Regions from separate parts of the Mus musculus genome. Here all the other regions are linked to region 2. A link is a contact called in public Hi-C and HiChIP or PLAC-seq data. All regions are on one chromosome and are shown on one strand. Each heading gives the region's core, a stretch centred on a gene start, on an enhancer-like site or on the middle of the called end of the contact. The rest is flanking DNA. Distances are from core to core; before and after follow the strand shown.

What was found. Hi-C and Micro-C count contacts between places; a contact is called where the count stands out from the background. HiChIP or PLAC-seq counts read pairs in DNA pulled down with a chosen protein or histone mark.
Region 1: a FOXA1 HiChIP or PLAC-seq map of pancreatic cancer cells shows a contact between it and region 2. The contact joins the promoter of Ccdc174 here to the promoter of Wnt7a in region 2. A contact is called at or near these places in 1 of 39 promoter capture datasets (liver) and 3 of 115 datasets of contacts at active chromatin or transcription factors (bone marrow-derived macrophages, embryonic stem cells and pancreatic cancer cells).
Region 3: an HNF4G HiChIP or PLAC-seq map of pancreatic cancer cells shows a contact between it and region 2. The contact joins the promoter of Slc6a6 here to the promoter of Wnt7a in region 2. A contact is called at or near these places in 2 of 115 datasets of contacts at active chromatin or transcription factors (embryonic stem cells and pancreatic cancer cells).
Region 4: an HNF4G HiChIP or PLAC-seq map of pancreatic cancer cells shows a contact between it and region 2. The contact joins the enhancer-like site here to the promoter of Wnt7a in region 2. A contact is called at or near these places in 2 of 39 promoter capture datasets (pre-B cells and stem cell-derived epiblast-like cells), 3 of 484 Hi-C or Micro-C datasets (B cells, embryonic stem cells and palatal mesenchyme), 1 of 115 datasets of contacts at active chromatin or transcription factors (pancreatic cancer cells) and 1 of 9 other capture datasets (liver).
Region 5: an HNF4G HiChIP or PLAC-seq map of pancreatic cancer cells shows a contact between it and region 2. The contact joins the enhancer-like site here to the promoter of Wnt7a in region 2. A contact is called at or near these places in 4 of 39 promoter capture datasets (the 3T3-L1 cell line, embryonic stem cells, liver and 1 more) and 2 of 115 datasets of contacts at active chromatin or transcription factors (double positive thymocytes and pancreatic cancer cells).
Region 6: a contact with region 2 is called in an HNF4G HiChIP or PLAC-seq map of pancreatic cancer cells. The contact joins the enhancer-like site here to the promoter of Wnt7a in region 2. A contact is called at or near these places in 7 of 39 promoter capture datasets (the 3T3-L1 cell line, frontonasal cranial neural crest, hippocampal neurons and 3 more), 3 of 484 Hi-C or Micro-C datasets (all in embryonic stem cells) and 3 of 115 datasets of contacts at active chromatin or transcription factors (astrocytes, embryonic hindbrain and pancreatic cancer cells).
Region 7: a contact with region 2 is called in a Hi-C map of cerebral cortex, with 4 times the contacts expected there. The contact joins the enhancer-like site here to the promoter of Wnt7a in region 2. A contact is called at or near these places in 2 of 39 promoter capture datasets (hippocampal neurons and liver), 7 of 484 Hi-C or Micro-C datasets (cerebellar granule neurons, cerebellum, cerebral cortex and 4 more) and 4 of 115 datasets of contacts at active chromatin or transcription factors (astrocytes, forebrain, neural tube and 1 more).

Annotation. Positions count from the first base shown.
Region 1 is chr6:91,876,782-91,879,481 of GRCm38.p6, forward strand. It overlaps Ccdc174 (coiled-coil domain containing 174), which reads left to right and starts at 1,272. Exons shown (of 11, transcript NM_172730.2): 1 at 1,272-1,405. The coding sequence starts at 1,364.
Region 2 is chr6:91,410,095-91,412,794 of GRCm38.p6, forward strand. It overlaps Wnt7a (wingless-type MMTV integration site family, member 7A), which reads right to left and starts at 1,259. Exons shown (of 4, transcript NM_009527.4): 1 at 945-1,259. The coding sequence starts at 1,015. Gm30437 (a long non-coding RNA gene) reads left to right here and starts at 1,234. Exons shown (of 2, transcript XR_377869.4): 1 at 1,234-1,917; 2 at 2,012-2,622.
Region 3 is chr6:91,682,783-91,685,482 of GRCm38.p6, forward strand. It overlaps Slc6a6 (solute carrier family 6 (neurotransmitter transporter, taurine), member 6), which reads left to right and starts at 1,285. Exons shown (of 15, transcript NM_009320.4): 1 at 1,285-1,526.
Region 4 is chr6:91,737,149-91,739,848 of GRCm38.p6, forward strand. All of the region lies in intron 6 of Slc6a6 (solute carrier family 6 (neurotransmitter transporter, taurine), member 6), which reads left to right. Among named protein-coding and RNA genes, the nearest start is that of Gm44981, 17 kb to the left of the region's middle. Within about 2 kb of position 1,398, at least 44 of the 459 cell types and tissues checked have an H3K27ac peak or open chromatin away from gene starts, as enhancers often do. A contact at or near this core is called in B cells and pancreatic cancer cells, where this site is marked.
Region 5 is chr6:91,013,040-91,015,739 of GRCm38.p6, forward strand. It overlaps Nup210 (nucleoporin 210), which reads right to left. Exons shown (of 40, transcript NM_018815.2): 40 at 28-1,457. The coding sequence ends at 1,360. Among named protein-coding and RNA genes, the nearest start is that of Gm38860, 4.4 kb to the left of the region's middle. Within about 2 kb of position 1,337, at least 39 of the 459 cell types and tissues checked have an H3K27ac peak or open chromatin away from gene starts, as enhancers often do. A contact at or near this core is called in pancreatic cancer cells, where this site is marked.
Region 6 is chr6:90,982,939-90,985,638 of GRCm38.p6, forward strand. It overlaps a transcript of Iqsec1 not described here. Among named protein-coding and RNA genes, the nearest start is that of Gm38860, 26 kb to the right of the region's middle. Within about 2 kb of position 1,378, at least 27 of the 459 cell types and tissues checked have an H3K27ac peak or open chromatin away from gene starts, as enhancers often do. A contact at or near this core is called in hippocampal neurons and pancreatic cancer cells, where this site is marked.
Region 7 is chr6:91,075,055-91,077,754 of GRCm38.p6, forward strand. Nup210 (nucleoporin 210) reads right to left here. Exons shown (of 40, transcript NM_018815.2): 7 at 1,504-1,662; 8 at 853-921. Among named protein-coding and RNA genes, the nearest start is that of Nup210, 40 kb to the right of the region's middle. Within about 2 kb of position 1,292, at least 99 of the 459 cell types and tissues checked have an H3K27ac peak or open chromatin away from gene starts, as enhancers often do. A contact at or near this core is called in cerebral cortex, forebrain, hippocampal neurons and 1 more, where this site is marked.

The DNA of each region.
Region 1 (2,700 bases), core at 22-2,521, 470 kb after region 2:
AGGATATCTTAAAATTATTTCACTTACAACTTCTTTTTACCCAGTATTATTTTCATGACTTGAGGTATATATGGATACTTTAAAAATTACTTTAAAACAATTTGGCGCACACACACACACACACATATGTATATGTATATATATATATATATATATATATATATATATTCACCATTTATTAAAGATGAAAAACAATTTGTATCCTAATGACATGAATGTGCTTGTTTCAACAAAAGGAATTAAATATTGGCTAAACATTTGATACTGTAGGTCACAGAGCATCTTCAGTGCTTTTCAGAGTTGATTGTTTTGACTTTATCATCATCAATGTGGAGAACACTGCTTTGCAAAGATACAGCAAATTCATGTTTAGGGCCATTTCAGAAATTGTTGGAAATTTTGTCCTAAATCCCAGGTCAAAATTCTTTTAATTCTTTAGCAATTCAAATAGTAATTTCAAAATTAGAGTATTCTGGGGGCTGGTTGTGGTGGCACACAGCTTCAATCCCAGCATAAGGGAGGAAGAGGTAAGCAGGTATCTTTGAGTACAAGGCTAGCATGGTCTACAAAGCAAGTTCCAGGCAGCCAGGAGTACCCAGTGACCCCCAAATGAATGTATGAATGAATAGTTAAAATTCAAATATTCTGTTGGGCATAGTGGCTCACACATGTAATCCTAGCATTTAGGGGGCAGAGGCAGGAGGGCTGTTGCAAATTTGAGGCTAGCCAAGTCTACATAGAGAGTTTGAGGCCAGGTGGCTGTACAGTAAGACCCCATCTCAAAAAAAAAAAAAAAAAAAGCCTAAAAAGCAAAACAACAAACAAAACCAACAAAACAAATCACAAAACACCAAAAAAAAAAAACCAACATAAAACGAGTGTTTCTCATAGCCCATTCTTAAACAATAATTCCCACCACTACCAGTTTCATTAAATTCCTTTTGTTTTCATGTTGGAGACAGGAGTTTACTTAGCTCTCTTCATACGCTGCTATTCTTTTCCATCATCTAAGACTCTCCAGTCAATATAGTGTGTGTTGCAATGAAAGCTATCTTCCTTCCTTCTCTAGACGGCGACAATACTAGTCATTTTCACCTCACTTTCTGCTCTCTTCAAGATGGCCAATTGCGATCAATTCCAACCCTCTGACCTTCTCAAAATGACGACGTAGCGACTAGGGACCTCATACTGACGCTTTCAAGATGGCGCCGAGGTCGTAAATCCAAGTCGCAAAATGACGCAAACTCAGCGTCCCTATCAAAGACACTTCCGGTTCTGCTGCCGGGTGGGGGTGGCGGACTCGTAGGGTCTGACTGAGGCCACAGGGAGGCTGCGTCTTGGGACTGGACGCCTTGGCGGGACGATGGACCGAAAGAAAAAGCCTTTGGACGTTACAGCCTCCTCGGTGAGTACAAGTGTGGCTTAGCTCCGTGCTCCGCGTTCCCTCCGCCTGTCTCAGTCGAGAATGGTGACCTAGTTGTTGTCCCACGCAAGTCAGGGGCCTGGACTGCCCATCTGACAAGGATCCTGACCGACCCTTTCCCCGCAGAGACCCTCCTCAGCTTCCTTACTCACAGGATCCTGAACTCGGCTCCGCCAGGCGCCTGGGCTCCGTTCCCCTCGAACCCAGGCGGGTCTCGGACGCCATCCTCCCAGGGATCTCAGGGCGCATCCTGCGGGTCAGCCGCCGCCACAGCCGGCTCTCTGTCCGCAGGGACTTGGAGGACGAGCCCTTCCTGGGTTCTCCACTAGTCCAAAGCCCTTCTCGAGCACTGGGATATGATTTGTCTTCCCAGGGCTCCCAGGGTCCCCCCCAGCAGGATCCAGACAAGTTAGCTAGTGCCTTGTGGGATGGGGTACCCGGGCCAGTAAGGTCTGACAGGATGTAAGGAGTTTTGCTAACTTAACCACTCTCAGCAGAAAACTTGTAAACACTGTACACATTTTGTGTCCGTGCTTCATATGTGTGCTGCCATCGAGTCCTCAGAAGTGCTTTTGAGTGTAGGTGGTATTAATTGTCACTCTTAATGGATAATGAAGTTGACACCCAAAGGTGAATCCCGTTTTCCTCAATGTACACACAGATTTGTTGTGTGAGAAGCCAGGCTCAGTTTGATTGACTGCAAAATGGTGCCTTTTCTGATTGTTCAAAACATCTAATGTATCAAATTTTTTGTTGGAATTTGTTTTTTAATATAGAAAAATTGGTCTTAGTAATCATGTTTGCTTGGATTCAGTGCTTGCAAACTGAATTAATCAGGAAGTATATGCGCATGCGCTTAACTTTAGCACATAAGTGTCAGAGACAAGTGGACAGAGGCCACTGTAAGTCAGAGGCCAGCCTGAGCTACATAGTTCCAGTATAGCCAGAGCTACACAGTGAGACCCTGTCTTTAAAAACCAAACCAAAGTTAACTTGTCTGGAGGATAATGTTTTTAATAATTATAACACAAACGAAGTCCCGGAATTGATTGGTCATTTTGTGATTCAGATGTAGTTGTAGAATAGAAAGATATATAGCTAGGTAATTGATACATTTACAAAGTTAAAATCCTCCTCTTCCTCCTCCTCCTCCTCCTCCTCCTCCTCCTTCTTCTTCAGAATTTTAAATATTGGGTCCTGGAATGAAACTCCTTTACATTGTTAACATCCCTGCCAATAGTACCTTTAAGTGGATTTCTTTCAAATAGAAATTACTG
Region 2 (2,700 bases), core at 9-2,508:
TTCTTCCCAAGGCAGCGACAGGAGGTTCACAGGTAGTAGGGGTGTATAGAGAGAGGCAGGTGTGAAGCCTCCCAAGGTAGCCCTTTGGCGCTAGGACCTCTGTCTATGATTAAAGCCCCCCACGTCCCCAAAACCGTGCTGCACACAAGTCACTTCCTAAGTACAAAGAGAGGCCGCGCAACGCAGCGCAAGAAGCCACCTGCTTCCACTTTCCAGTTAGAGTGTCTCCTGCCCCACCTCCTGACGCCTGGGTTCTTTGGCTCCCACCCCAGCGACCCCAGGGTCGGCTGTCTTGCTTTCTTTGGGTGGCGGCTAGAGAGCGTCTCTCCTTGGTGTCTCCGACTAGCCATTAACTATCTCTGGTCGTACTATTTGGTTCTGATTGTTAAATGTGCTGTCCTCCTAGCTTGGGAAGGGGGTCTGAGGGCCGCTGGAAATGAGGCGGTGCCAGAGCTCTGAAAGGTGGTTTATGCTTTTGCCAGGGAACACCCCCAGTCCTGGGCCCACGTTTGCTACATGAGTAGCCCTGTCTGCAAAAGGGCTGCGCTCACAATATCGCGCGTAGAATTCCTGCTGGGAATTGAGCTCTCTAGGGGTGGCTGTGGTCCTGCCGGATCTACTGTGCTTGTGGCTTGCGCGCAGGGGCGGGGGGTGGGGCGGTTCCTGGGGACCCCATAGAGCAGATATTCGCTTCCAGAAACACTTAACTGTCTGTTTCTGGAGGTATCCCTGACTCTGAGATCCTTGGGATGGCCGATCCCCTGCCCGAGTCTGTGGAATTGCGTGCGCCCCTGGGTTGTCCGCTCACGGGGAGCCTTTGTGCCCTCAGGGTTCCTGCACCTCCCACTGCCTCTCCTGAGCTAAGTTGGGCAGCGCGCCTCCCTCCCGGGCCCAGTCAACTTTGCCTCCGTCGCACGCGCGGAAAGAACGCGCGCGGTGCTTACCCGATCCGGAGGTAGACTATGCCCAGGCTGAGAAAGAGGTGGCCCAGGCAGCGCCGCGCTTTCCGGGTCATAGTCCCCGCTGGTGGCGGGTGCCACGGGCCGGGCTGTGCTGATCCCGCCAGCCGGGCCCGGCGGGGCAATCCACATAGCCTGCGCAGGGGGCGCGGGCCGAGGCTCCCTGGGCGGTCCGTCGGTGCGTCGGTCCGCGCTAGGCACTGGAGACTGTCCCAGAGCGCGGGAGCCGCGGAGCCAGAGGAGGGGAGAACAAGCGCAACAAGGGGCGCCGCTGCGCGCCAGCGATCGCGGCAAGTGTTTGAGGCGCGGGGACTGCGGGGCGCTGCTGCCTCCCGCCCCCGCCCCTCCCTCTCCGCCCTTCCCCCGCCCGCCTCCCGGAGCGCCCGCCCCGCGCCCAAGCGCCCGCGGGTCGAGGATGTCTGCCCCGAGCGCGCTCCCGCGGCGCTCCTCCGAGCTCGCGGCGGTGGGAGGCGGGGGCGTGGAGCGGAGTTGGGGGTGGAGGGCGGTGGAATCCTGCCTGCCTAGCATCCTTCGCTAACTCGCAGGTTGAGACCAGCAGGTGCCCAAGGGCCATCCTCTGGGTGTAGAGGATATAGGCTCATTTCAGAACCCTCACGCCTTGTTAGAGCTCTGTCACACGGGCCAGAAACAGGGAACTGGGGTGGAGACTCCTGCAGAACTACTACCCCACACATTCTCTCCTCACCCTCGTCTGTGCGAGGGGCTGATTGCACCTAAGGCGAGACGTGACAGGATCCTCCGGAATCTTGCTACCGGTGGAGACTTGGAATTGGACTGGAGCCCAATGACCAGTAGCAGAACCTGAGAACACGCGCAGGTGAAAGCTCAGAGCGCTCTCACGGCGACACCTGCTGGGTGCGGCAGGTGGTGCATTCTGGCCTTTTGTCTTTCTGATCAGAGACACGCAGCCCAAGTTTCAGTTGGAGAAACTGAGGAGGTGAAGTCAAACTCAAAGTCACTAACAGGTGAATAGCCAGATTGGAACAAGGTAGCCCCAACTCTAGTGACCCCTACTCTTCTCTCCACTCCAGGCCTGCTTAGCCTTCCAGACTGCAGTTCTTCATGCATACCTTCATGTACAGCCGCTGTTCACGCATGCGTCCACGGGCTACTGGCGCCAGCCATGCTGACAACCGTGGATTCAAGGAACACGGGAGACCTTGGTCTGGGTACAGCCTGGGGGGGGGGCGCTTTCAGAATATGGCCACTACATTGTTCAACCAATCTCCATTGCAAGGAGTTCTCTGTGCGCGCCTTCCTTGCCTCTGGGCAAGCCTGTGATAGCTTCCTCATTGACAGGTGCAGATGATGGTAAATGGATACGTACAGGAGCCCTGTCCAGTAAGCACATGCATAGCTTCAGATGGCACCGGCTGGTGAGAAGGTCACAGGACCGGGGACCGGGCAATGGGAAAGAGGGTTCTGTGCACTAAAATGTTTGTTTTAGCTCTGAGGAAGTGGCTGGGCTGTCCGCAGCAGATCACAGGATTTGGGCCCATTATGGTAGAAGCTAGGAGTGGGTGAAGGAGGAGCAAGGATGAAGAGAAAGAAAGCCAGTGATGTGGAGGGAAGAGAGGGGGACTGTATTCCTAGAAGAGTTTGGAGTCCAATGGAGACCCTGGAGAATAAAGCAGGTAACTCATTTGTGTGTGTGTGTATCTCTGGGTGTCCCATGGAGACACTGATGGGGGCTGGGAAGGGAATTGGACACTGGGGAGCC
Region 3 (2,700 bases), core at 35-2,534, 270 kb after region 2:
CTGGGCTTCCTGAAGTCTGCTCTGGGTTCAAAACAGCCACTTTCCTACTCTCTGACCTACCCCCTGGTCTCAGCCCTTTGTGCTGTGGGTAATGAAATGTGAGTCTGGATTTTTTTTTTTTAAGACGGGTTTTCTCTGTGCAGCCTTAGTGGAACTCACTCTGTAAACCAGATTGGCCTTGAACTCAGAGATCTGCCTGTCTCTGCCTCCCAGCGCTGGGATTAAAGGCTTGAGTCACACCACCACCTTATTTTGCTTCTTGGTGTCTTATGCCAGCCTAGGACAATGGATTCAGGCTGGTCAGGTCTGGGGCTACCATTCCCAGTTTAAGAGACAGGATAGCCATGCTACATAATTGACACTTATGTGCAGAGAGAGTGGAGAAGAAAGAAAAGGAAGTGGGCAAGCAGAGAGGGGGAAGGCCTTACTGAAGGTCACACAGCGCCACCTCAGGCTCAGCCAGGCTGTGGGTGTGTACAATCAGATGGAGGACATGCTCATTCAAATAAGGACAAGAATAATGGCACACTCCCCATCTCCATTTAAAAATAGTCACATTTGCTGACACTCGTTTGGCACTTCCTAGGTGCCTGGTGTCCTGTTCAGACTCTTTACACTGTTAACCTTGGACCCTCCCAGCAGCCAGAAGTGATGAGTTCCACTATTTTTATTTCCGTTTTACAGATGAGGAAACTAAGACACAGAAGGTCTGGGGAACTTGCCTGATGTCACACAGCCACGACGAAGTCGGGGCGCTTCGAAAACACAGCCTCATGTGGGCCAGGGGTGGGGGTGGGGGTGGGGGTGGGGGACTTGGCCTCCATTATCACTTCCACGGCAGCTCAGCCAGGCTTGCAGAGCTGCACACTGGCCCTGAGAGGACTCGGGGCAATGGGGGAGGAGCAGATTCTGGTAGGGATCTAGCTGCTGCGGCAGCCACAGGCCTCGTCCACAGACCTAGGTGGGTGTGTTAGAGAGCGTTGTGGTGTGGTAATATCAGGACAGGAGATGAGCCAGGGGTCTGGGTCTCTAACTCCTCATCGCCTGCATGAGAGGCCTGAGCAGTGCCATTAGCCACCAGCGTTTGGATGGAGCATGAGGATGGGTGCGCGCGCTCGACGAGGCGAGCTCCGGCTCTTTGTGTGTCCGAGCTCGTGCGCGCGTGCGTGCGTGTGTGTGTGTGTGTGTGTGTGTGTGTGTGTGTGTGCGCGCGCGCGCGCGCGCCCCGTGTGTGGGCGTGGCCGACAGACCAGGCCCCTCCCTAGGCCCCGCCCAGGCCCGGCCAAGCTGGTATTTTTCCACCCAGCAGGATGGGTGATGCGGAGAGCTGCCTGTTCAGACAACAGACACGCGAGGTCAGGGAGAAGCCGCTTATAAATTACCGCTTCCTCCGCGCCGCCGCCAGCGTCGTGCTCCGGGACCTGGTTGCTGCCGAGCTCCCGTGCCCAGCCGCCAACGCCGCGATCGCCGCCAGTCCCGCCAGCCTCGCCAGCCCCGGGCCATCCGCTGTGGGCTTAGCCACCCAGGTACCCAGGGCGTGTGGGCCGCGACTGCAGCCCCCTCCCCGGGCCGCGCTCCGCCACCTCACCGGGTCCCTGCGGGTCTGGCCTCCCCGCGCTCTTTCATCCCCTTCACCCCTGAGGGAGGGACTGAGGGTCTCCTGTTCAGCTCTGCTGGAGAGGGAGTTATTGTTTCCCTGGCGAAGGGGCTGGGGCTGCTGGTGCGGCGGCAGGTGTGTGTGTGTGTGTGTGTGTGTGTGTGTGTGTGTGTGTGTCCCACGGGGTGCCTCCTTGTCCCTGGATGTCTCTGTTTCTGAGAGTGGCTGTTTCTCCACCCTAGGCAGCCGTGTACATGTGCGCCCCGGGGTGTGTGATATGACCAGGGCTATGTCCGGGGCTGCCTTACCTGAGTGTAGTGTGGCCGTGTGGCTCTGTCTTCTGATACACACACACACACACACACACACACACACACACACATCTTGCCTATGTGAACCTGTACGTGTGGCTGTGTCTCCGGAACCCTGGCCGTGTGCACGTGTGTGTGCCCGAATGTGCCTGGATCCCTGGATCTGTGGTTGGGGGCAAGTCTAGTGTCTTCTAGCTGTACCCGAGAGGCCATCCCTTGTGCCCAGTGGGCCCAATGGACATCTTTGGTTCTTCGTAGTATTTAGGAGAGGTAAAAGGGCGGTATGGCTCCAGGTGCTGCCTGGGTGTGGCACGCAGGTGTGACAGTCGCTCCCAGGCTTGAGTAGCAGGGCTGAGGCCCGAAACGACAGCCAGGGGCAATGGGTAGCACCAGCTGAACACATCTTCCTCTAGACTGCTCCCCTTCACTTTATGGGTTCCTCTTTTGGGTGGGAGGTTCTGGTCTGCTCCCACTGGGGAAGCCACACAAGGAACCAGTCTCAGGAACAGATCCTACAGTCCCAAAGCCTCAACCTAGGCTGTAGCCTGGCGGCAAGGGAGGCGTGTGCTCAGCAGGGCCACCGACCTGGCTATTTTGGTCACTGCCTGGCCTCTGCCAGATCCCTGCCTTCCCTAGGACCAGCCCCAAAGGCTTGGGAGACAGCCTGGGCCCCCATTTCCTGCCTGGGGAAATAAATCATCTCAAAGACTGGCCAGGCGCTTGACCCGGAGGGTCCTCGGACTGCGGATTGGTAGCACGTGGCTCCAATTGGATGTCAGTAAATTGGCCTCC
Region 4 (2,700 bases), core at 148-2,647, 330 kb after region 2:
TCATCCTCGTGCTGGCTGGCAGGTGCAGGGAGGCAGAAGCCTGGCATGTTCCTGCTTGCTCTCACAAGGAGACAGGTTGTTGGTGCTCACCCTGGAAAGGTCTGGATCTGTGTGTGGCTGGGTCTGTGGTCACACTCCAGGACAGCCTGTTTTGTCAGAAACAAAGCAGAATGGGGCAGACAGGGCTAGTTCTGGGTTTGGACCCAGCTCTGTCCATTATAAATGGAATGACTTTACAAAACCTCTTACCTTGCTCAGCCTCAGTTTCCCCTGGTGTAATGTAATCGAATGAGCTTGCTGGTCAGGCCATCTGCTCCCAAGTAAAGCTAAGTAGCAGGAGACCGGAAGCCAGGTCCCTCTTGCAAACCCACTAACCTCCAGAGGACCAGGGATGAGGTGCCCCCTAAGCCTCCATTTTCCACAAGGCCTCTGGCCCTGTTCTGAAGGATCAGCAACAGGAGTGGAAAAATACCACGTCCCACAGCAAGGCCTACTGGGCCACAGTCAGGGGCCCAAGGTGGCGCCTGGCACCAGCCTCTCCCTAGAGGATCCCGAGGGACAGTCACGGAAAAGTTGAGAGAATGGTTCTCGGGCTCATCCAAGGAGTAGCAAAGGCTACAAAACAAGGGTAGCTTTTTCTAGAGAGACGGCTGGGTAGGTGTGATGGGGAGGTGGCAGCAACAGTAACACTCCCAAAGATAGGGGAGCCCCAAAAGTACTTGGCCTAGATTAGATCCTACCTCTGAACACCTACTTCTAACTGGGGACTCCAGACAGGTGACATGACGGCTGGTATGGCCTGTTTGCTCACAAGGGAAGGGACATGTTGTAATGGCTCATCCAGGTATGGTAAGTATTAAGTAAGTTCATAGCACATAGTAGGCTTATTGAAGAGGCAAGCCAGGGAGCCCTCCCCACCCCAGTGAGCCCACCAGTGCTTCTGGCCACAGTCCACTGACTCTGAAGTGTTTGTAGCCCTCTGGGGAACCCCGTGGCGTGCCTTTCTATGGTCATTGTTTACCAGTTTGGGTGTGGCTTTGCAGGGCCTCAGAGAGGGGACCTGGCCAGGGGTGCCTGCCTGCCTAGCCACAGGAAGGGAGGGGACAGGAGGATTTTCTTTCTTTTATACTTTTAGTGGCTTCCTGATTGGCCTTTGTCCCGGGTGTCTGTCAGACCATCACGGGAAAAGAAGCGAGGGTGGCTGGGGACACAGAGGCCCAGAGAAAGAAAAAAGGCATCCAGGGGAGGGGTAGCAGGCAGGAGAGGGCCCTCCTTTAAGCCCTGCCACCACCTTCTGGGCTGTTTCCAAACACTCCCTGAAGACCTCGGTAGAGGGTGAGATCAGAGTTCCCCCTGGAAGCGGCAGCCACAGTTGCCAACTGGGAGGTAGGATAGATGAGCGGTAAACTCCAGCTGACCCTCTGGGCCAGTCCATCTCCTTATCTTAGCCTCAGAGCTGGGAACCTAAGCCTATCTAGTCCACGTCTCTCCCCTAAAAGTGGGGAAGGGTAGTGATAGTACCAGCCATTGTGCTTGAGTTCCTCTCCAAGGGGCTTGACCTCCTAGAAAGTATGGCCTCCCTCAGGCCTTCTACCCATGGTAAAGGCCAACTACCCTGCAGTGGGGTGGCTAAACAGCTCATAGGACCAGGCAAAGGGCATTATTACCCATCTCTTCCTCATCCCAACCCTAGCCACACAGCGTGACCCCATGGGTCTCCTGTAAGCTGGGAACCTGCTGGGTCTTTCCCATTCTGGGCATGACCTTAGGGAAGTTCCTGCCTACCTCTCAAGTCACTGTCAAGCAGGCTGTATGTCTTGACAGTCATCGGCTGGGCTCTGACCGTGCCGATGCTCACCCATCTTCCCCTGGATAAGGGCTGCTGTGACTCTTGTCCTCATTGTATATGAGAAGAAACCCAGAGAGAGTGACCAACATGGCCTGCATCTCAGAGTTGGAGCTGACCCCTTGTCTCACTCTGTATCCCCAGGCAGGCCTTGAACACATCTGCCTCAGCCTCCTGGGTGCTAGGATTACAGATGTGCACCTATACCTGCTTCTGTCTTTTTTTTTTTTTTTTAAATATGTGTAGGTATGTTGCCTAAATATTATGTGTGCCTGGTGTCAGAGATGACCAGAGATGTCAGGTCCTTTGCAACTGGAATTTCAACTGGGTCTAAGCTGCCACGTGGATGCTGGGAATCAATCTTGGGTCCTTTGCAAAAGCAGCCAGTCCTCTCAGCCACGTGTCATCTCTCGAGCCCTTTCTTTACTCCCAACCCCCCCACCGACCCCTGTGTTATACTGATAGTTGTCATGCTAGCCGATATGTGCTGAGTGCCATGTGACCACGGGCTGAGTCGTTGCCTAGGGTCCCTGATAGTTGACTCAGTCTGTATGTTTGTATTTTTGCATAATCTCTTCAAAGGGTGGGCATGCTTTCTGTCTTGCCTGCTTTGTTAAATTCTGAGCCTGAATGGGCTATGTGAATTATCCACAGGATTTTTTTTTAAATCTATAAGAGAGACCCTTATGTCATATTTAAGGAAAGTGGCAGAGGCTCAGGGGTCGCACAACACACTAAAGACGGCACGGCAAGTGAGACCAATATGTCTCTAGGGTCCTTGCTGCACCCAGGGCAAGCACGTGCCTCTGAGAGAAGAGGATGGCCCACACTTCATTGCAGCAAGGACACTCACA
Region 5 (2,700 bases), core at 87-2,586, 400 kb before region 2:
GTCAGTACCCCCAAGAACCACCGCATCCTTAAGAAACTACACAGAACTTTATTAAACAAATGCAGGGAAGACTCCATTAACAGCTCTCGGGGGAGATTGAGTGGCTGGCTGGGCACAAAGACTCTATCCTCACGTCCAGAAAGTCCATCCTATGGCTCAGCCTCAAAGGATCACACATGACCTTCAAAGGCAAACAACTCTTGGTGACGTGGTGCCCATACACGTCCACTTGGAGGTGAGTCTCTGGCTCATTCTGACAGCACCACAGCACCTGGACCTGAAACAGAGGCCATGACCCTGAGCTTGGACGTGAAGATGCGTCGTATTCCCAAGGCATCCTCTTCGCTCCTGGGCTAGCGAGGCGAGTGCTGGTGGCAGAGGAGGGGGAGAGGAGGGCCAATAGGGTGGCTCAGATCCACTGAGGTACTGCATTCTGTGTCCTCCAAGGCAGATGAGCAGATGACCCTGGGTCTCTCTGCTCCACAAGTCACAGCAGCATCTCAGAACAAACCCAGAGATCAGAAGATCCCTGCCAGTGGCTGCAGGGCAGGGCCGATGATGCTGTGGCTATTCCCAAGCTGCCTCAGGGAGAGCGAGAGGTACTCCAACCCTGGTGACAGAAGCCCTTCTGCTGAAACAAGACCGAAGTCCTCCCGGGGCTCTGAAGGGAGGGCCACTCTGCTGAGGCTCAGTAACTATCACAGTAAGAAGGCTCAGTCAGCACAGGGCTCTGGGCATGGTGTCCCCTAGGGGACATCCACATCTGCTTGTCCCCCACATTTCCTAGCAGCAGTAGGATAAGGAGAAGAGTGAGTTTTCATGAAAAAAAAAACAAAAAACAAAAAACAACAACAACAATAACAAAAAAAACCCACAATAAAGGGCTGGTGTGCACATGTGCCAATGGACAAGCAATTGCCAAGCAGGTATGAAACCCTGGGTTCTATTCCAAGCACCACAAAAACCCCAGGAGTCATGAGAAAATCCTTTCCCTGAGATCACTACAGTGACATTATCTGTAGATGATGTAGAAACAGCTTCCAATACTCAAAAGCCATGAACAGGGAAGCGAGCTTCCTCGAGCAGAACAAATACAAGATTAAGCAGCACCCCCAAACCCTGCACACCACATGAGAAGGAGGGAACCAGGAAGCCCTGACCCTCAAGACTGGGAAAGAGATTTAAAAGCAAACAAATTAAAATCCCTTGCTTGTGTGAATCAGGCAGTGATTCAGCACGGCCAGGGCAGTGAGGATGGCCTAGGGCCCAGGCGTGGTTTCACCCCGGTGTGAAAATGACAGTGACCCTTCTGTCCAGGTGTCAGTTCAGCTGTGTAGTAATACCAGCCCTGCACATTGCCTAGTGAGAGGCATAGGCTGGGCTCCAGAGCCCCGAGGGAGGGCTGGCTTTGCGACCAGAAGGCAGTGTGTTGAAAGCAGCCGGAGATGAGGCAAGATCTGGGGAGGAAAGGGACGTGAGCATGAAGGAATAAATAGCCAATATCCCCACTATACTCCTCAGTGTGTGCCCATGGCATGCCAGGGGCTTATACCTAGGACAGCAGAAACTGACAGGGGCAGGGGAGGCACGGGAAAGTACACTGCCCAACCTGTGCTTCTGTACCCAGCAGCCTTCTGTCTCCAATGAATACCTTATGAGCTAGACTGGGCTAATCCTGTGGAGGGTGTGGATGAGATTTACTGGGATGTGTAGGGTTCATAAATATTTATATCCACTTAGCCTGGAACATGACCTCTGACCTTCCTGAGCTCAGTCAGTAGTCTGGGGTGGGTCACATGACACATCCTGTTATCTCTCCACGGAGCCAAGAGGATGGAAGAACCAGACTCTTGAGCACAATGCTATTGTAACAAGGACCTGGAGGCAAGTGAAAGGAACTTTGTCACTAAGACCCTATGGTAACTTCAACAAACACTGGGAGGAAGAGTCAGAAAGGACTGTAGCAGAATAGCTGTGCATCAAGCCAAAGCCATGAGGACAGCTACCACCCAGCATGCTAGGATACTCAGGAGTCCTGCCTTGAAGACCAGAGACAACAGGAAGAGGCTTTGATAACAGGGTGTGTGTGCGTGCGTGTGCGTGTGCGTGTGTGCGTGCGTGCGTGCGTGCGTGCGTGTGTGTGTGTGTGTGTGTGTGTGTGTGTGTGTGTGTGTGTGTGTGTGTGGGTGTGCGTGCACTTCTGGCCATAAAGCTGTCCTCTAACACTAAGATGAGCAAACACTAGCTCAAGGGCCTCTTACACAAGCCAAATGGGAGTCAGGAGACAAAGGGCTACTGGGCACTGCACAATTCCAGAAGACTCTTAGAGAAAGGTACCCCAGGAACTGTAGAGGGTGACTAAGACCTTAGGTCATCACAGACAAATAGATTACTGAAAGGAGTGGGCTTTCCTATCTTTCTCTGTGGGAGTATCTCTCATGAGGACAGTGTAGAGTCTCCATCCTCCCATCCCAACCTGACCTCTCAGTGGTAGCCCTGCCTGTCTTTTCTGGAATTCCCCTGCTCAGACAACACTGTCTCTACCAACTCCTCCCATCCCACAGCCTGCTGGGGATGGATGCCTCTGAGGAGTCAAGACTAATATCTGAGTCTGTGTGACACTCTTGTCCCCTGGCACATCTGTCCCTGGGGCTCAGCTCTAACTGTCTCTTTTGCTCTGACACAAGCTGTGAAATCTAG
Region 6 (2,700 bases), core at 128-2,627, 430 kb before region 2:
GTTATCAGCTCCATAGACTTGGTACACAAGAATTCCAACCATATCACTTGGCCACACTTAGCCTATAGTTGGGGAGATCTGGTCTGCAGACTAGCATGTGTCTATGCTGGGTGAACGTCTGCAAGCAGGAGATCCACTGAACTCAGATGGTCTCATAACTACATCAGTAGCTCGTACTCCCTTTCAGATAGGTCAGTTTCACCTTCTTTGATTCCAGTTTTTGACAAATTCCCAGTTTGTCTATGTTTGTTTCTCTGCTGGCTCAGTGGTAATTATTCCTGTTGACACCCAGACAAGCACAGAACTGTGTACTTCCCAAGTTAAGCCAAGTGTTGCTCTTCTATAAAAAAATAAAGTAGCACAAACAATCCAATCAGCTGTCAAAGCAATGTTATAGACAAAATAACTGACAGATAGTCATCCTGATGACACAACATATGGATGTTCCCAAATGCCTGCCTCCTGTGGCCAAGCGCTCACCACACCTCCCTCCCCATAGCGAAGCCCTGAGGTCTGAGGTTTCTGCAGGCACAGTGGCCTGTATCTGGTGTGAACACTCACGTCAAAAGCACCAGCAGCTCTCAACTGCAATTCACACACTGCACCACTCACTATTTCTCTCAGCGCCAGCTAGATAAAGAAGCATTCCCTGATTTACTTTCTGGGTTGTAAAATAATAATTTGCTTAGCTTGTCAGACGGCTGGGAGAGAGCTTCAGAAAAACACTCCCTCATCTTTCTGTGGACTCTACCATCTGCTGGAAAAATAAGAATGGCTCACCCTGATCCCTTACAGTTTAATACATTTTGTCCAACTAGGACAAGTGTCCCAAAGTGTGGTGCAGCTTGTTCCTGACAAAGGGACATCTTCTCAGCACTGGATCCAGCCTTTATCTCAGCTGGGAGAAGGAGAATATTATTTAGTGGAAATATAACCACAGGGTCTCCTGCCACCAGTTTCTCAGCCACAGTTACAGGTGAGGAGAAAAAAGGCCTTCCTATCCTCTTCCAGACCCCTAGTCTTTGCTCCTAGGGAGAAAGGAATCTGCGCATAAGAGCACTCTGCTTCCTAGCCCCTACACCCCAGTTTTGGTACTTTCTAACCACTTTGAAGAACACAACTCAAAGGCTCCTTGCCAGGACCATCATAGTGCTTTCTGTGTTATCTGCCTGCTGCCAATTAGGACAGTCCAGTTTCCTCTTGCCACCCCCTCTTCTACGGCCACCCTTGAGCATGCCCCTGAAATGAAGCACCACCATCATGGTTAATGTCACCACAAACCCAGAAAAGCACTTTGTTTGGTAAGTCAACAGACACTGAATGCCACTGAAAACCTCCCCCAGAGTGAGTCACCAACTCAGAGCTTCAGAAAAAACGTCCTCTCAGAGTGATGTGTGATGTGACAGCCCTTGAGGGCTGGAGCAGATGAGAAGGCGGAAGAGGCTGTTCCACTGGGCCTCTCCCCAGCCACTTGAGGCTGATGTTTACTTCTGCCAAGAAACTTCAGGAGATCAAAGGCTAAAAGGGGGTCACCTTCTTCTACCTTTTCCCCTTTACACAATCACCACCAAAAGCACTGCATTGGTGACAAGATTCAATGGGGCAGAAGGGATCCAAACATGCTGTGCACCTTCAAGCACTGGCCAGGAGCCAAAAAGAATCCTGAGAAGTGGTCTGATCATTCCACAGTGTGAAAGTCAGGCAGGAGGTGAGCAAGATCAGGAGCCAAACAGCGTGAGATCCAACACTGGCTGACGACCAGACAGAGCTTAAACAAGGCATGTGATCCCTCTAAGCCTAGGTTTCACATCTGTATAATGGGAGCCTGTCTTTGCCTGATAGGAGTGATGACACATAAGGTATGAGCACACAGCAAACCCTTAGGGGATATTGCCATGTTCTCTTAAACTTGGTTCAATACATTCATTCGCACCTGCGGTTTGATGATTCCAATACTTCTTGTCTTCCCTGGCTTACCCATTCAGGCTATATACTCTGAGCACCCACTAGGTACCCAAGCTCTAGTGAGGGAAATGTGGTTCTAGAAATGGATCATTAGAATGTAGCTGACTGCACACTGCATAAATGAGTGCTGATGTCAGGGGAAAATCAACGTCAATAACAACAGAAGCAAATAACTCCCAGATAGCAAAGGCACCATGAATGAATGGATTTCTTCCCTGTTTTAATCTTCTCCCCCAGTGCTGGGAATAAATAATGACTCTTGGTACTAGAGGTCAAGACATTCAAGAAAGCCCTCTGAGGAAGAGCTTAAAGTTTCTGGGATTGAAAGCTTCTAGCATGTCTAGGCATCTGTGCCTAGTGAGGTAATTATCAAGCTCACTCTTGTCTCAGGGAAAGCAATGGACCCCTGAAGCTCATCTATATAGTGAGAAGGGAGCTCCTAACTCAGGCTGCAGTGGCTACCAGCTACTTAGTAAAAGGTCAGTCAGGTCTTGCTCAACCAGCATGCTTGTCAGACCGGCTCTTCTCAGGGCCACTATATGCAAATAGGGAGGCCTGAGAATGTTGTTATCCTCTGCCCAAAGGTAGAAAGTAGAGGCCAATCCCCTAGCTCCATTTCCCCCCAAACTGTGGCCCTATTCTGCTCTGTCACCTCTGGAAACTCAGCTTAATAACAGCTGTTAGCTCCAGCAACCCTTTGCCACAGCTCCATATCCCCCACTGCACATCTCTTGC
Region 7 (2,700 bases), core at 42-2,541, 340 kb before region 2:
GCCAGGTGCCCTTCCCACCACAGAAAATCAGTCTGACACAGCACCTGCCTCCCATGAACCTCCCGAAGTCTTTCCTCTGCCCTGGTGTTTGCTCCTACCACACTGTTGCCACCTGTTTGTACCAACCTCTACTGTGGAGCTAAGTCTCACCCCAGGCCAATCAGGCAAAGGATGCTGCCGAGACACAAAGGGTCCTTGAGGCATACGGGGGTTGGTGCCTGTTAGCTGGGTGCTGCACCACCAGAGGTTCACAAGCTCCCTGACAAGAGGATCTTAATTAAGGGTACTGCTGCCCATCTGGCCACTGCTCTCCAGACTGAACTCTGGCTGTGAGCTCCTTAGGTGAGCTGCCTCAGACTAAAGAAAACACTACCATGGTGACTCCCATGACACACATGCCCCAAAGGTCTCCGCGCTGGCTATCATTGCAGCTCCCAGATCCACCTGGGCTTCAGGGTCATTTACTGCTACAGGTGGTTCCCTCCTCTCTCTGATGCCTCCTTCTTCCCTGCCAAGGTACTGCCAACTCTCACATCAACCTAAAGATGACCAGCTAGGCACAGGGTCCCCAACCTTGACAGGTGCAGAGCAGCACTCAGGTCTGCATGCTGCCAGGGCTGAGGACTGATGGCCGTGAGCATGGCGGAGGATGTGGTCAGTGTGAGAGCTACTGTACCTCTGCAGTTAGGTGGGTTTGCTTTTGCTGACAGGTCCAAGGGATTGACTATTCTCATATGAGCTAAGACATATACTGCTGAGCTGAATCTCAGGTCTTGCTTTTACTCTTTGATCTCTCAAATGATGGAATCACAGGCAATCAATGTGTAGGAAACCCCAGGGGGCCAGACTTACCTAGGTATCCGGCTTCAACCACATAGATGGTGCTGTTGGGGAGCCTAGAAGCTCCTTGCATACGGATACCTGAATTCTTAATTAAGGTATAAAACATAAGATACAAAGGGTAAAGCAGCCAGGGCTTTCTGCCTGATGCACACGGTTTGAGCATCACACAGATACCATATGAACTAAGAAGTGGGTGAGGAACCCCTAGATTAGGCCGAAGATCTACATCTTAGAGCGAAGATGTTGGTGAGTCAAGACCCTTACTGTACCATCTGCCCTACAAAGCCGAGTCTCTGCAAGGGACACCAGGGACCCCAGGGCATACAATCCATCTTGGGTTTTCAACAACCTATGTGCCAGTGTTCGCACAGTACTCACACAGCTTCTGCCAGGCCCCCTCTGAGGGGAGGGACTGTGGTTCCTGGGAAGCTTCCAGAGGCCTGGAGTGACGTATGCCTCCGCCAGACTCCTGGCTCTGGGAGTCTCTGTGAGTCATCTACAGAGGTGAGCAATTCCACTCAGCGGGTTGCTATTTAGGCTCTTTCTGATTTTCAGACAGATGGGGAAACAGTGCTATTTTTAGTCCTGGCTGGCTTTAAGGGAGAAAAACAACTTGGCTTCAAAGCAGTCAGCACGACACGGTGCCAGAGCGGAGGATATTCCTGTGGCCCAGGACCAGGTTGCTCTGTCCCATCTGCATGGCAGTGACTCTTGATGTGTCCTGTGTCAGGATGGCCACAGGACGGGCGGGGTCTCCCTGAGGATCTGGGATGCTGTTCTGGAGCTGCAGCTCATATTGATCAGAAGGCATTGAGAGTTCTGTATGAGAAAGAGATGAGAAAAGCAGGTAAGATGAAAGTGTGAAATGCTGCACACCAAGACGGCCGTCTCCAGCCCTGACTCTTGGGACCTGCTGTCAAGACAGCAGCTTGAAGAATGCTAGCAGTGGTGAACACCTGACCATCCCCCTCCCCCCCGAAGTGAGCAAGCTCTTCTCTACATCTGGGCCCAGTGGGGTTCTCACTGTATTACCAAAAAAGTTGGACCTGATGGTCTTCTATGGGTTTTTGGATGCTCAGCTTACCATCGCAAAGAATGATTCTAATCCTGACCACTCTCTGTGCTCCCCCCTCGGTCTAAATTTGTGTAAAAATGACTTTCCCAACAAGAGCCCAGGTCACAGAACAATTCCCAGGAAATCACAGGTTCTGGGAAACCCACCATCTTCACTCTCTGGGCAGAGAACACAGTACTTTTGTTTGAAGACACCTGCTGGATAGGAGTTCAATTTCCCAGAAAGGAAAAGCGACACCAGACTCTGCGGTGAAAGAGCTCTGGTCTTGCTTAGGCATCTCATGACCAATTTCCCTCATCTCATCTCTCAACAACCCTAGGAACAAGGACTACTGGCATCCCCACTTTAGAGAGGGCTGAGCAAGTCAGGTGAGAAGCTAGCTCATGGTCTGCTATGACTTCCACTGCTTTAAGAACCTAAACTTCATATGCTAGAAAACATGTCACGGATGGGTCAGTGTGTAAAGCACTTGCTGGGTAAGGATGAGGATGTTCAAAGGTGTCCAAAGGGTGTTCAAAACCCAGCACCAACACAAAGCAGTAGCATGTGTTTGCAATCCCAGCATTCCTATGGCATGATGGAAGACAGGAGAATCCCCAGAGGCTTCCATGTCAGCTGGCCTGAGGCTGCTCTCAGACCAGTGGCAGGCATACCCCCATGCTCACATACCCCCATGCTCACGTACCGCGACAGAGAGCACGGGAAGACTGATGATTGGGGGCTGGAGAGGTGGCTTAGGGAATAAGAGTGCAGAGGACCTGAGTTCAATATTCAGCACACAT